Regions from separate parts of the Anas platyrhynchos genome. Here region 1 is linked to region 2. A link is a contact called in public Hi-C data. All regions are on one chromosome and are shown on one strand. Each heading gives the region's core, a stretch centred on a gene start, on an enhancer-like site or on the middle of the called end of the contact. The rest is flanking DNA. Distances are from core to core; before and after follow the strand shown.

The links. A called contact is a pair of places that touch in the nucleus more often than the background predicts.
Region 1: a contact with region 2 is called in a Hi-C map of small yellow follicle, with 2.0 times the contacts expected there. The contact joins two enhancer-like sites. A contact is called at or near these places in 5 of 8 Hi-C or Micro-C datasets (F5 follicle, liver, skeletal muscle and 2 more).

What each region holds. Positions count from the first base shown.
Region 1 is chr5:3,972,175-3,978,578 of IASCAAS_PekinDuck_T2T, reverse strand. No RefSeq gene overlaps it. Among named protein-coding and RNA genes, the nearest start is that of CNIH1, 47 kb to the left of the region's middle. Within about 2 kb of position 1,393, at least 5 of the 8 cell types and tissues checked have an H3K27ac peak or open chromatin away from gene starts, as enhancers often do. A contact at or near this core is called in F5 follicle and small yellow follicle, where this site is marked.
Region 2 is chr5:3,676,392-3,683,259 of IASCAAS_PekinDuck_T2T, reverse strand. No RefSeq gene overlaps it. Among named protein-coding and RNA genes, the nearest start is that of DDHD1, 32 kb to the right of the region's middle. Within about 2 kb of position 1,554, at least 4 of the 8 cell types and tissues checked have an H3K27ac peak or open chromatin away from gene starts, as enhancers often do. A contact at or near this core is called in F5 follicle and small yellow follicle, where this site is marked.

The DNA.
Region 1 (6,404 bases), core at 144-2,643, 300 kb before region 2:
CGCCCTAGATGGAAACGGGCTCGTATTTCAGCTCTGAATATTTAACACTTAATAAGGTAGCCACCTGCTTTTAAGGTTATTCCAACATATTCAAACGCTCTTTACTTCTCATTGGGAGTACCGGGATTATTTTTGATCTCCCATAATGAAACAAATAGCCAAACCAATTTAAGCACTAAATAAAAAAAAAATCTAGCCCCTCTAATTTTCTAAAATTCAAACAGCTTTGTAATCACACCTTATAAATCACGTAGAGTTCTGTAACTTTAAAAGCCAGGCCTGCACATAGCGAATGTTTGTTCTTCTCAACATGACACAGTGAAACCGCTGAGTGCAGAGCGGGGTGAGGGCAGGTGCTGAGCTCCCATCACCGCCCAGCGCTGCCTGCCTGTTCTCTTCAACCCTGACCAAAGCTGTCTGGAGCATTCCTGCTGAAACCTCAAACCAGGAGAAATGATTCTGTGCATCTGTTCCTCTTTGCCCCCAAATTTTGTCATGGCTCATGAACCTGCATCTGGGGAGTATGAAGTACAAGCCAGAAATTGGCAGGGAGGTTCTGCAAACGTGGCTCGGAGCCATGCACTTACTCCTCACTTTGGAGCTGGCCGCTCAGGAGTTCAAACAGACTTGAGCAGTCTTGAGTTATGCTGGTTGGCACTGCTGCAGGGACAGAATTAGGGCTGTGTGATGGTTGGTGGGGGGGAAGTGTTACCCTAATTCAGCATTTCCTGCTTCTCTAGTTTTTGCTGTTGGATTTTGATGATGAGTGCATAGGACAGGAACGTGAGGAGCTCCGTGTTGTTAAGCTCCAAGGTGCCAACCTTTTCTGTGCAGTGCCAGCAAGGTGGAGATTGTTGAGGTAAGGTTTCCTCGGCGAATAGCCACCGTATTGCCATTCCCCAGTGCAGTCAGCTTGCCGGGTACGCACTCCGTTGTCCACTAATTGCATCACTTATTTTTAAAACAAACAAACAAAACTCAATTTTTTTCTCTCCACTTTCCAAGCATGGACCTGCCTAGATTGTGTAGATGTTGGAGTGAAGTTAATGGAGGGAGGGATCCCTTTGTTGTTTTTTGGATGAGTTGAACTGTGCATTGTACAAATGGATGGAGAGGTTTAGGATGGGTTTGGACAGGAAGGTGGAAATGCTTCCAGCAGCTTTGCCTACAGCAGGAAGCGTTCTGCAGCCTGGCAGCTCTGTTTCCAGAGCAATAACCCTTGGTTTAGGGGTGGCATCAGCAAGGAGTCAACAAAGCTTTCAGAACGTGGATGGCTCTCGATAATCTGTGAGCACGTGTCCTCGCTCGCAGGGAACCGCAGTGCTCCTCGGAGCAATTCCCTCTGCCCACAAGCCTAACCTCTGTCCTGCTGAGGCTGCCTCAGCCGGCTCCTGCTCTTCCACGTGCTAATCTTGGCGAGACACTGGGACAACTGAATGTCTGTTGTATCATCCTGGGCTGTAAACAACAGACAAAGTTATGTGTCATCTACAAGCCCTCTAATCCAAACAGTGGCGGGAGCGCCTGCGCACCATTGGGAGCGTTTCTGCAGCGTGTTAGGCATGCGAGGGGGACAAAAGCTGATGAGCATGCCAAATATCTCTAGCATAGACAAGGCTGAGACACGTGTGCTGGACAAAAGGAAGCAATAGTGGCAGAAGTACTTAGGGAAGCAGCTTGAATGATTTCTGGCCACTAGTAGCTTTCGTTCTTTTGATGCAGATAAGCGAGGAGAATAATGTGCTTGAAGAGAACGGTTCCCCTCCGCGGGAGCTGCTGAATGTCAGGAGCGGGGAGGGGCTGTCAGAAGTCACTGATGGTGCTTGCAGAAAAGGACTGCTTTGCTACTTTCTTCTTCTGTTGAAACTTGCCGTTTTTGTACAGGATTATTGTGAAAAGATAATTGTAGTGATTTTGCAGCTTTCTAGTCACTGTTGGAGTGAACCAGGGCTTCTCTGAAGCAGATGGATTCTGTCAATTCATGCATCATATTTAGCCTTTTTACCCTTAAAAAGGTTGAAATCTGTGGTTGTACAGCAGACATTACTTAAATAAGGAGGAGAAAACCTGGGTCCTTTTCCTGGGTTTTGGAAGCAACCTGATATTTAATATTTAGGAATTTATTTCACCACTGTGCCTTGCTTTAACCATCTGTAAAATGGGAATAACGATACCGGCTATGTTATGTCAGGTGTTTTAGGATGCAGAGGACAAATGAGACAGGGAGCGAGTCAGAAGTCCAGTGAAATGGAGTACCTTTCAAAACCCCAAATCTGCCAAAATTGTAAACGTACAGGGATCTGTCATCCTCTTTCATTCCCAGTGAATTTGAGGTTCTGTTTCCATTAGGAGTACGTGCTTCGTAATAAACTAGCAACATGCTAGCAATGGGCTAAACACGTCTTCACCGTTAAGAGCTATTTTTTTTTTTGGAAGAGTACACAGATTCTGTAGCGTGGGCCATTGCTTATTTTATTTTTAAACAACTTGTCCCTGGCTGTAATAGGGAGCAAATTATCTCGAGCGGCCTGATAGTTTACATGTTCTCATTATATTCCTCTTCCCAGAGAAGACACAGTTTGTGCTTTTAGAGGAAGGGCATACGGTGTGTAGCTGTAGTGTTTAGGGGTCCTGATGTGCCCCCTTTTCACACCAGCCAGCACGAGTGGTTATCATCACCCTCTTTTTTTTTTTGGGCATTCACGCAGAAAGCTGGAAGCAAAGCTCGTGCAGGGCAATGGAAATTGCGGCGTGGCATCAGCACACAGTGACTTGCTCTCCCGTTGGCAGGACACAGAGCAAAACAGGTGAACGGGCGTCCTGCTGCTTGGCTTTGCTTGGTGGCAGGATTCCTCTCAAAGCACAGACCCCAAAATTGGATGCTAGGAGCTGACTGAAGAATGGGATGCACCAGGAGACATGACAGCACGTGCACGATGCTTTGCTGCTTCGCTGTGTTCTGCGAACGCCATAGGAGAGGACCAAAGCAACGTGCTGGTAACGCTGCCTGTGCGTTGTGCAGCCTCTCGCTGCAGGAATGCTGACACAAACAAAAAGGAGATAACTTGGAAATTCTATTGCTCCGTTTATGTTATTATTGTAGTTAATGGTCTGTCAGCATTTCCATTATAAATCCCCATTTTCAGGGTTTTATAACTCAGCCGTAAAAATTCTCTCCAGGCTGAATTTGGCATGTGTGTTTTCAGCCTGAGAGCACATGTGTTGTTTTATTTTTTATTTTTTTTTAACAAGGTTGTGTTTAAAAAAAAAAAAAAACAACTAGAACTGCATTCACAATTTTTAAGATATAGAATTGCCAAAAAAAAAAAAAAGCCAACAAAAAATAGGTGATTGGTTACAGATGCTTTCTTTGCACTCGTATAACTCAAAAATTGCTGAGTTATTTCAGCTGTAATTGTGGGTATGTGTAAGGTTAAAATGGTGGATTTAGTACTATTCCTTTCTTTATGGTGTTGGTATTTGACAAGCAAATAGAAAACAGACCCCGATACTGTATACACTCACGTATAAGCTGACCCGTGTGTAAACTGACCTCCCAAACTTGCCCCGCGCTCCCCTCATCTAGGCCAGATTGTTTCAGTGTCAGCCAGGGTGGGCATGCAGGGAGTGGGGGGCAAATTTTTGGATTTCGGTGAATTTCTTCTTCTGTCTGCCGTTGCTTCCCGTAGCGCTGTGTGGTTGCAGAATGCACGCCAGGCAGGTGGTGTGAGTAACGAAGAGCTACAATAGACACATGTTCCCACACATTCTGAGTGTCAGCTTTGTCCATCTTGTTTACAGAGGGACTGCCCTCTGTCTGAAACTCACTCCAGAGAAGTTTACACAAAGATGAGTGTAAACCACATGTTTTACGCTGAAGCATCTGAAAGGAAAAGAAACAAGGGAGAAGACCAAGAGATTATGTCTGAATTCTTTGCTGTCTGCACACAGACTTTCCCTGCCCAGCTCCCAACAATACCTCTGGTTCTTGGATTGTGCTTGCTCACCAGTGCTAGAAGAGAAGGGGGTGACCGACAGTCAAATAAAATTTTATTTCAGAGCCTCATTTCCACAAATTAATTTGTTTCCAAATTAATCAATTACTTTGAGAATTGACTCCAAGAGCAGGTTGCAATAAAGTCCACAGACTTCTTGCCTGCAGGGTGCTTTCTGCATAACGTTTTATTGTGCATAGGAGCCAGAATAAAGCACATCTTCCCAAGAGTGAACGGTTTCTTGCGGGCTAGGAGAAAGTGTGCAAGAAACTGCAGCAGTTCTATGGGCAGTAATTCCTGCCGTTATTGTACTTTGACACTTTACAAGCACTGGTGTCTATAAAAGTGTGTAAAATTATGCCTGTGGAAAAGCATAATCTGATTTGATAGGTTTTTTTTGCATCTTATCAGATATATGTTTTTATAAGTATTTGACTCTTTAAATTTTTGCTATCCATATTGAATTTTTCCATGATGTTTTTAACATCCTGTGATATATAACATCCCATCATATCTTAAACATTCCTTTACATCAGTATGAAAGGTCATGTACTTGGGCTGTTTTTCATTTCACGAACATCTGGGCTTATGAGATTAACAGAACAGTGTACCGCTGCCTTCTTTTGGGGCTCTTATTAATAACTTGCGAATAACACTTGTCTTCCACCATGTGGGTTATACTTCTGTTGGGGCAATTTCCTCGATATACTAATGGTGCTGGTTAACCCCTTACTCGCCGCTGCTGCTGTTACCAGCTTAAATGGACTTCTTTTTGTGTTCAGAAGGATAGACCTGTGTGCTCCCATGGGGTGGGAGCAGCTCATTTGCCTAAGCATAGGTGTGTAGGACCACTGTAGGTGTTGGAAGGTGTCCCACCTGGCCTCCAGCTGGTGATCTGGAGAAAGGCACGGATCTCCTGTAGGTCCTGTGGTGTGTTGCCAGTGCTGTGCAGATGTCTCTGATACTGTGAGGTGCTTTCAGTGTCCATAGGTGCCTGCGTTTACTTTAGAAATGTATTTCTGTATTTGTGATGAACACAGTCAGGAATCAGGGTCTTCCCACAGTGCAGAGACGGCCGCATGATTTCTGGTTAGCTAAACTGTGAAACAAGGATGAGAGTCCGCCAAAATGTGGGCCACGAGAGGGTTTATCTGGCCATGCGGTGGCTTCGTATGCTGCCCAGATCACACAGGTAATTTAGTTACAGCCAACTGTGTGGGGCACGGAAGGTGATCTGAAATCATCTAACTGACTAAAAGTAGCTTCTCTATTCATAGATATGTGATCATTCGCAAGATTTGGAAGAGCTAGCATCAAATTTTTGTGATGTTCCCTGGCAATGATGTAAACCTCTCATTTCTTGTTGTGTAAGGCATGAAATAACACACTGTAAAGCTCTTGCTGCTCCGGGAGTGAATGATCTTCATCCAGAGATTTGGGCAGGTTGGCAGCTGGGAAAGGGGAGGAAAAGCAAAGATGGAAGATGGATCTGGAAAAAGGTTGCTCAGTAGAAGGAGAAGGGTGTGGGCCATGCTACTGACTCCATGCCTCTGACAGTGTAACACAAGTGGGACGGACCTTCAAGAAGTTCCTGCTTCACATCCATGATTGGCAGAATGTTTTCTGTTCCCTCCGTAACATACAGAACATAGTTTTAAGTCGTCTCTTTACGTGTTTATCCTCACTGTCCTTTAGTGTCCTATCATCTGTATCCTAATTTCCTCTGTGCAGCCTTTTTCCTACCTCTCCTGTTTATAAACAAAGAAGCATTTAGGTCTTGGAGTCAACCATTATGTCCCCATTAGCGTTTGTCTTATGGGAAAGACCCTGCCATCGGCCACTTAATTCTTCCAGCCGGTGCCAGCATGCAGTGGTCACGTTGTTTATGGTTTCCTCCATTGCCTCCTGCTTCAGTTCAGCCAGAATGTGAGCAAACTTGCAGAGCACATAGAGCAATTTTTTATACAGACAACATGTGGGGGACAATTTCAATAATTACAGCTACCTTTTAATGGGTTTTTATCAGCCAGAAGTACAGAGGAGTTGACTCTACACCTGCGGACAGAAGCACACTAAAGAGAGTCCTACAGGTTTGGAGATTAAAAGTCTCCATAGTAGCTTACCAGTCTTTTTAGCTTTAATTTCTTCTCTTTTGTCTCTGTATTTGTTGCATAGTTTGTGGACTGTATTGTATCTACCATAGAAATTTAATGGATTTTGGCCACAAGATGGCATCTGATTTCATAATCTTCCTTTGCAATATCATGTTTTTTTCCTGTCTTGATGGATTAATACCCACTATTCTTGCAGCAAATTCTAACCTACTTTCCTTCTGCCTTAGGGAATGCCTTCAGGAGCAGCATGAATTTCCATGGCATTTTTAGCTCCTGGTAGCTGGAACTGCCAGCA
Region 2 (6,868 bases), core at 305-2,804:
CCCTCCAAAAGAAGTTGGCCTCCTGGCTGTTCTGCTAATAAACCAACGTGCTGCTCTGTTGGTGTCCTCCTCCATCTATTAAAAACCATGGTGGGGATGTGGCGAGCCCCGGCTCACCTCCTGGGGTGGGCTTTGCTCCCCTTCCCAGCACATCCCTGGGGACAAAGCGTGGTGACCCGACCCCGTGTCCTGGTGGTGTTTTCATCGCTGAGCAAAGCAGCGTGGTTTCCAGAGCTGGGATGTCCCCTCCTTCTAGAAATGCTCATAGCTTTCGCTCAAGGTAAGCACTCCGGGAGGGAACGTCCCGTCTTTCACCCTCCGCTGCGACTGGCTTTGCCCAAGGACTCAGCTCCCACCGGAGCGCCGTGAGCTCGCCAGACTTTCCAACACACTCAGAACCTACAAAGTGCTTTGAGATCCCTGCCAGCTCCCTCTCTGGTCTTCTGGCGCGGTTCGAGAGGCAGATATTAATCTTAACAGCTACACGCTGGCCGGGCCCTGGTTGCCTAAGAGATTCTCCCTGAATTTATTTATTTGGATTTATACAAAAGAGCATAAAAAGGAACACTCCTCCCAGACTCCAGGCTCACCAGCCATAAATTACAAAAACAACTACAATGAAACCACCCACGGTACCTCCCGCCTCTGACACGACTGTTTTCCTCCAACACCCGGCTCCGCAGCGGCAACGTCCAGCGTCTCTGCAAGCCTTGGCATTCCTCGTGGAGCCCTCAACTGCAGCTGGCCCACGGCTCGGCGCTCTGGGAAGCCCTGTCCTCACTCTTTCCTCGGAGCTGCCGGGGTTGGCACTCGTGTGAGAAGTGGCTGAAGCGATGGGTGTGATGTCCAGCAGGGTGGCACTCTTCTTAGTCCACATGGACAAGGCTAACGTGGCTCAGCTTCTGAGTTCCCCTAGGGCAGATATGGCCAGAGAGACCTCAAGAGGTCTTCTAGTCCCCACGGGTCTTCTCATCCACCTAGCCTGCCCTGACACATAGCTAAGTAATTTCTTCTTGAAAACCTCCAGTGATGGAGTTTCCACCACCTCCCACACAAGGAATCCCAGTTCTCACCCTCGGAAAATGTTTCCTAAAGCCTGACCTCAGCCACCCTTGCCCTTAACCTAATCACTTTATGTGCTATCCCCAGCAGGCACCGAGGACTGCTTCCTATCTCCTATCCAGTGAGGAAAGTCAAAATACTTGAAGGCTGTTATCATGTTTTCCCTCCGTTTTTTCCTCTCTAGACTAAACAACCCCAATTTTCTCAGTGTCTCCTTGCAGGTCATGTTTTCTAGAGCTCTGTTCCTCTTTGTTCTTCTCCTCTGGACCCTCTCCAAGGAGTCCGCATCTTTTCTCAAGTGCAGTGCCAAAAGCTGGATTCAATATCCAGCCGAGGTCTTCCTGGGGCTGTGTGGAGCAGATGGATAGCTTCGCATGTCTTCCGCATAGCACTGCTGGTCTGATGTCTGTTTTGCTTGCAAAAGGCAGAGCACTGGTGACTCCTTTCCAGCCTGTGATACACTATTCCCTCCCCAAGTGCACCAGAGCCCCAGACAGGGTCTCTCCTTATCAGCAAAGTCTTCCCTGATTGAAGGTTGTTTGGCTTTGCTTTCCAGCTCGTTTTGCTGCTCATGCTGAGTTTTGGCAATTTTAGCAAAGTAGAAGCAAACCCTTGAGCTTTGGGTGCCCCAAGGCCGTGATCCTGCTGGGGGAAGGAGGATCCTATAGCTCCTTACACGGATTGCCATGAATTCACATTCTCACCCCCTCGCTTTGCTTCAGAGCCCAAGGGTCTGTCCCAGGAAGGGGGGAATTCCCCCAGGGGTTGCTTCCTTCCCTGGTGGCTTGCTTCCTTCCCTTCATCAGCTGCAGGTGGCCACATCATCTAGAAATTAACCTGATAAACCCAAGTGCTGTAGAGTCACAGGTAACTCAGGCTGGAAGGAGCATCTATGGGTCCCTAACCCAATGTCTGAGCTCAGGATGCTCGGGGCTTTTTCCAGTTCATCTTTGGAAACCCACTCCAATAGTTGACTGCCCTCATCATGAAAAATTTTGTCCTTATATCCAGAAGTCACACACAGGGATCACACTTGGTATTTTCCCTCTGTGCATTTGTCCCAATCCTAAAATCTGGACATAGCCTTAAGCCAATACTAAGACCTTATTTACACTTCTACTGCCTCTTTTGTCATTAAAGTAGTCATAGAATGGGATTTAGTGACAAATGGGGGTGCACATGGTGCTGTAGGATCCAAGTCACTGTGTCAGCAGGAGGGTGAAGCAAAAAGTGCACTGAGGGCAGCAGGTGAATCTCAGCTCATGCCCAGGGCCTCCCCCCAATAGCCACGAGTCTTTTGAGCTGAAACCACCTTGTTGGTACGTGTTGGTGCAAATTCTTGCACAGTGGGGTCTGGTCCTGGAGGGGTTCTTCAGATATTGCTCCAATTGCAAAAAATAGGCAGTCCCAGACAGACACGCAGGCTGGAGTGGAGGCTGCAGGTGGAGTAACACCATTACGGAGATGTTGGACGCATCCCAAGCCCCAGGAGCTAGGGTCAGAAAAATCAGAATTAAATTGAAATGGGAAAGAAATCCAAACCAGTCCAGGGTGTGTTCATTCAGGATATTCTTTCTTTCACTCTGCCCTACAGTCAAGAAATAATGACGCAGTTATAATTCAAGCATGGTTATGTTTGTAGCCCTTGATTAGATTCAACTAATTAGATTCAGCAAAGATTTTTCTTTCTCTCTTCTGTTTTCCTTTATGCTCTTTAAAGATGTGGTGTCATTTTGGGTGGGTGAAGGCTGCCAAACAGTTAACAAACTAAACATCAAATTCGCAGAGAGATCGGCTGATTTTGCCCAGTGCCCCAGCGTGCTGGGGAGGTGTACTGGGGAAAACTGGGTTTCAGCTTGCTGTTGGCATTGCCCAGTCCCTTGGGACTGTGTTTGAGCTAACAGTGAACCTAGAAAAAGTGTAACTATGACAGTGCAGGAGGGCAGGTAGATCATTCATGTTTTTTTTTCAGTAACACACTGCTATGCTATGTTATGATCCATTTTTCGTTCCCAAGCCCAAGAGAGAATAGGGCTGGAAATCCCAGTCCCATTGGATCCAGATGCAGAAATCACCTGGCTCCATCAGAGCAGGGTTTCACCCCCATGGAAGCAAATTCTCCCTTCCAAGACGTCCTTCCCTTCAGTAATCAAACTGACAAACCATCAGGTGTCAGGTAGGAAGGAAAGTGGTGCTGTCACAGGAAAGCCCCTTCAGCAAGCAGAGCTGCACGCTGTACTCAGGGAAAAAAAAGCAAACTTCAGAAGAAAATAAAAACACCTAAATGTTTTGCCTTGGCTGATCAAAGACATCTGGGAGCACCGTGCATGGCTTTAGAAGGAACCCCAGCAAGCTGCTGCTGCACAAACAAAAAGCAACAGATGAAAAAAAAATAAATATATATATATATATATATATAAATATAAAAATATATATAAAAAAAAATATATAAAAAAATAATGCAGAACAATTTTCTTGGGCCCCACAGGACTTGGTGGGCTGCTTTGGGTACTGAGTGCCAGCGCAGCATCTGCCCCTGCTGGGTCTGTAATCCAGCACGGATGGGGGGCACCAGCACAAGATAAAAAAATTACAGGAGGCAAAACCAAGTTGAAGTTGCATAAATCGAGCTTCTCAGTCTCACTGGAAGGTGCAACAGCCACAAGTTTCCACCTAAGGACTCACGGGAAGGATTGCTAGATTTGCGAAATGGCCAGCTGAATATTTGAAGGGTGAAGGCCACCGAGTCCTCCAGGGGTAATGCAGATGTATTTGGACTTGCACCTTTTTCAGGTACCTGCATCTATGGTGGTCCCCACAGGCTTTATAACCGCTGGAAAGAAACGGGCAAATTGAATTTTTGGTCTGCTCCAAAAAAAGGTCTGGCTCCACCGTGCCCTTCGCTGCCCTCTCCCCACAGACGTTACCTTGCTACTAAAATTACACTTTCTCAGCATAACCTGCCAGGTTATGTTTCAGGGCCAGCTCCCTGAAACACTCGCTCAAAAACCAGTATAGCTAAAAAAATAAATAAATAAATATTTTTTGTTCTTTATATTTTCTGAGCCTTGGAGGTGTCTCAGGTTTCACACCTTATTTGAGAAAACTTTTTAAACAAACCCTGAAATTCTCACTTCGTCACATGTCGCCAAGCACTGGGGCTTAAGAAATACCACAGAGCTGGCAATAAAATCCCACGAGTTGGCAGCTCTGCCCGTCTTTAGGCTTTGCTCGGAACAATCAAGTTCAGATCTGCAGTTCCTAAAAATACCAGAAAAATCAAAGCACTGCCCAAGTGAATGCAGGAAAAGGCTTCATCCCTCTGCAAAATATGGACAACGCAGCCCGTGTTTCCTCCAGCCTTCGCTTCTCTGCAGGAAAATCTCCCTCTGCCAAGGCAGCAGTCAGCACATTGGCACCACCAAAACCTCCAGGAAGGACCTTTGGCCAACTTGTGCATCTGGTGCTGAGAAAAACATAGAATCACAGAATGGTTTGGGATCGTAAAAGATCATCTAATTTCATGGGCAGGGCCCCAGGCTGCCCCCAGCCCCATCCAGCCTGGCCTTGGGCACCACCAGGGATGGGGCAGCCACAGCTCCTCGGGGCAGCCTCAGGGGATTTTGGCAGAGAGGCGAGACCACTGTCCTGGGTGATATCCATTGTGGATAGGCTTTAGGACCTCCCTGATCCCCCTGGATCATTATACACATCGTGGTCAGATTGATTTGGCTGTGATGGATCCGGGTGCTGGCTCAAGGCCAAAATGCATGAATTTATACGTACCCAGCCTCCCTCCAAACACGGCACACTGGGACAAGGGGACAATCCCTAAATGACAAGGAGCAGGAAATGGGGAAACTGGCACTGATTAACCAATTTTCACAAGAGCAGCCAGGGGGCTCTCTCTCCAGTGGGGTGGGACCCATGGGTGCCGGCAGGACGAGCGGGTAAATGCAGGCGAGAGGCGTCACGCATTCCTCCGAGCATCTCTCACCTACAGCTGGGCTGGAGGAGGAGGTGGCCAGCTCGACGCGGAAGGGAAGGGTGTGTTAGAGCTGTGTTCCAGCTCCCCTGCGAGCCAAACTACCGTTTGATTAATCAATCGTTCGATCCAGCTCCCTGCCTCCCTCCGCATGCAACGAGCATGAGCCGAGCGGCACGCACTCGCGGCCTTCAAGGGCTGGCTTAGGCAGCCCCTGATAGTGCTGTTTATACAGCTTCCCGATGGAAACAATGTGGATTTTATTAAACGAGCCCATTAATGTTTCTCCATGTTGTCATTGCAGACTTCAAACGATGATTTATGTTGGCTCGTCGATCTTTGTCCTCGCAGCCGCACCGCGAGCAGCATCCAAGGACAAAGTGTTCCGGGACGGGACGGTGGGAGCCCTGCTGCTCCTGCTGCTCCTGCTGCTCCGGCTGGGATGAGCTCTGCTCCACCAGTGCCACACGCCAGGGAACAAAGGGGACCGCCAAGGACAGCCACGGGGCCACCTGAGACCACCCTTCGTGCTGCAGGGTGCTGCTGGTCTCCTGGAGGTGAGAGCACAGCTGCAGGTGGTTTTGTGTCCCTATTTGCAGTGGCACAGCTTCTTGTATCCCAGAAAAAATTGTACCTGTTTGTCCCTCACTATTTCTTAGCCCAAAATATTACATTTATACTGACTTTTCCACTATTTACCTCTTTTCCTCCCCATCACACCATGACCAGCACTAGCCCAGAAACTATTTTGCCTCCTTGCTGCCTGTTTTGCATATATGCCAGTTTGCACCTTGGGTGTGAACCAAATAAGCCACTCAGCAGCAAAAAGCTAGCTATGGAGTAGAAAACCATCCTTTTGGGGACCTACAAGCTGCAGACTGCCACTCATGGCTGAGGTGCCATGCAGTGATGCCTGGGGAGAGTGAGGAGTCAGTGTGGATGGAGCCAGGAGGGACACGTACCCAGGCCAGCTCTCGATACGCACCGTGGGAGGTGTTAAAAGCACTGCAGAGTTCACTTTCTTCAATACTCACCTGCATCACTCTGTCTGATCCAGGGGCAGCATTCAGGTCCTCAGGCTGTGGGATTGAAGCATCCCCAAGACCCAGCTTCCCATCTGAAAATAAATGGGGTTTTCACAGCGGGCACCACTTTTGTATGCATGCATGAGGGCTTTGCTCCCAAAGCTCACCCTGAACCCCCTCCAGATGATCTTGGTCACTCGGTCTTCCTGCCATTGAGCAAAGAGCTCACCACCCTCAGTCAAACCACCCCAAAAGCATGGTTCGAGGTGAGTGCTCTGGGTAGGGGTCGCAAAAACGCATCCAGCAGCTGTGGGACTAAAGCTTAGGCAAGGAAGCCTGCAGCTCAGCTGCCTTTCACACACCTGGGACAGCAGCACGAATCTGTTCCTGACCTTCCTGCTTCAGAACGGGTACAGAGAAAGGGCTCAAGCCTTCTTCGTCTTACACACATAATGTCATGAAACTACCGTAAAGCAGAGCTTTGGGGCTGCTGCACTACAGGCTGTGACTTTCCCACTGATTTTGTCAGCACCTGCATGCACCAAAGGCTTTCAGCCCTGATGCTGTTACACCAGGAACTGCGGGGCGATGTTGTGTAGAGGATATTTGGGGGAGTTTTTGCAGAATAGCAAAGGTGCATAATTTTTATTTAAAAATATTTACAAGCTGAAAGAAAAAATACCAGAATAAAGAGAAATGCCTCTTGCCATTGTCCATGGGTGAATCTATGATCCCTGAAGCACCAACGAGCAAGGAGAAGCCTGACTGTGGCGACCTCACACCTGGGACATGGTCA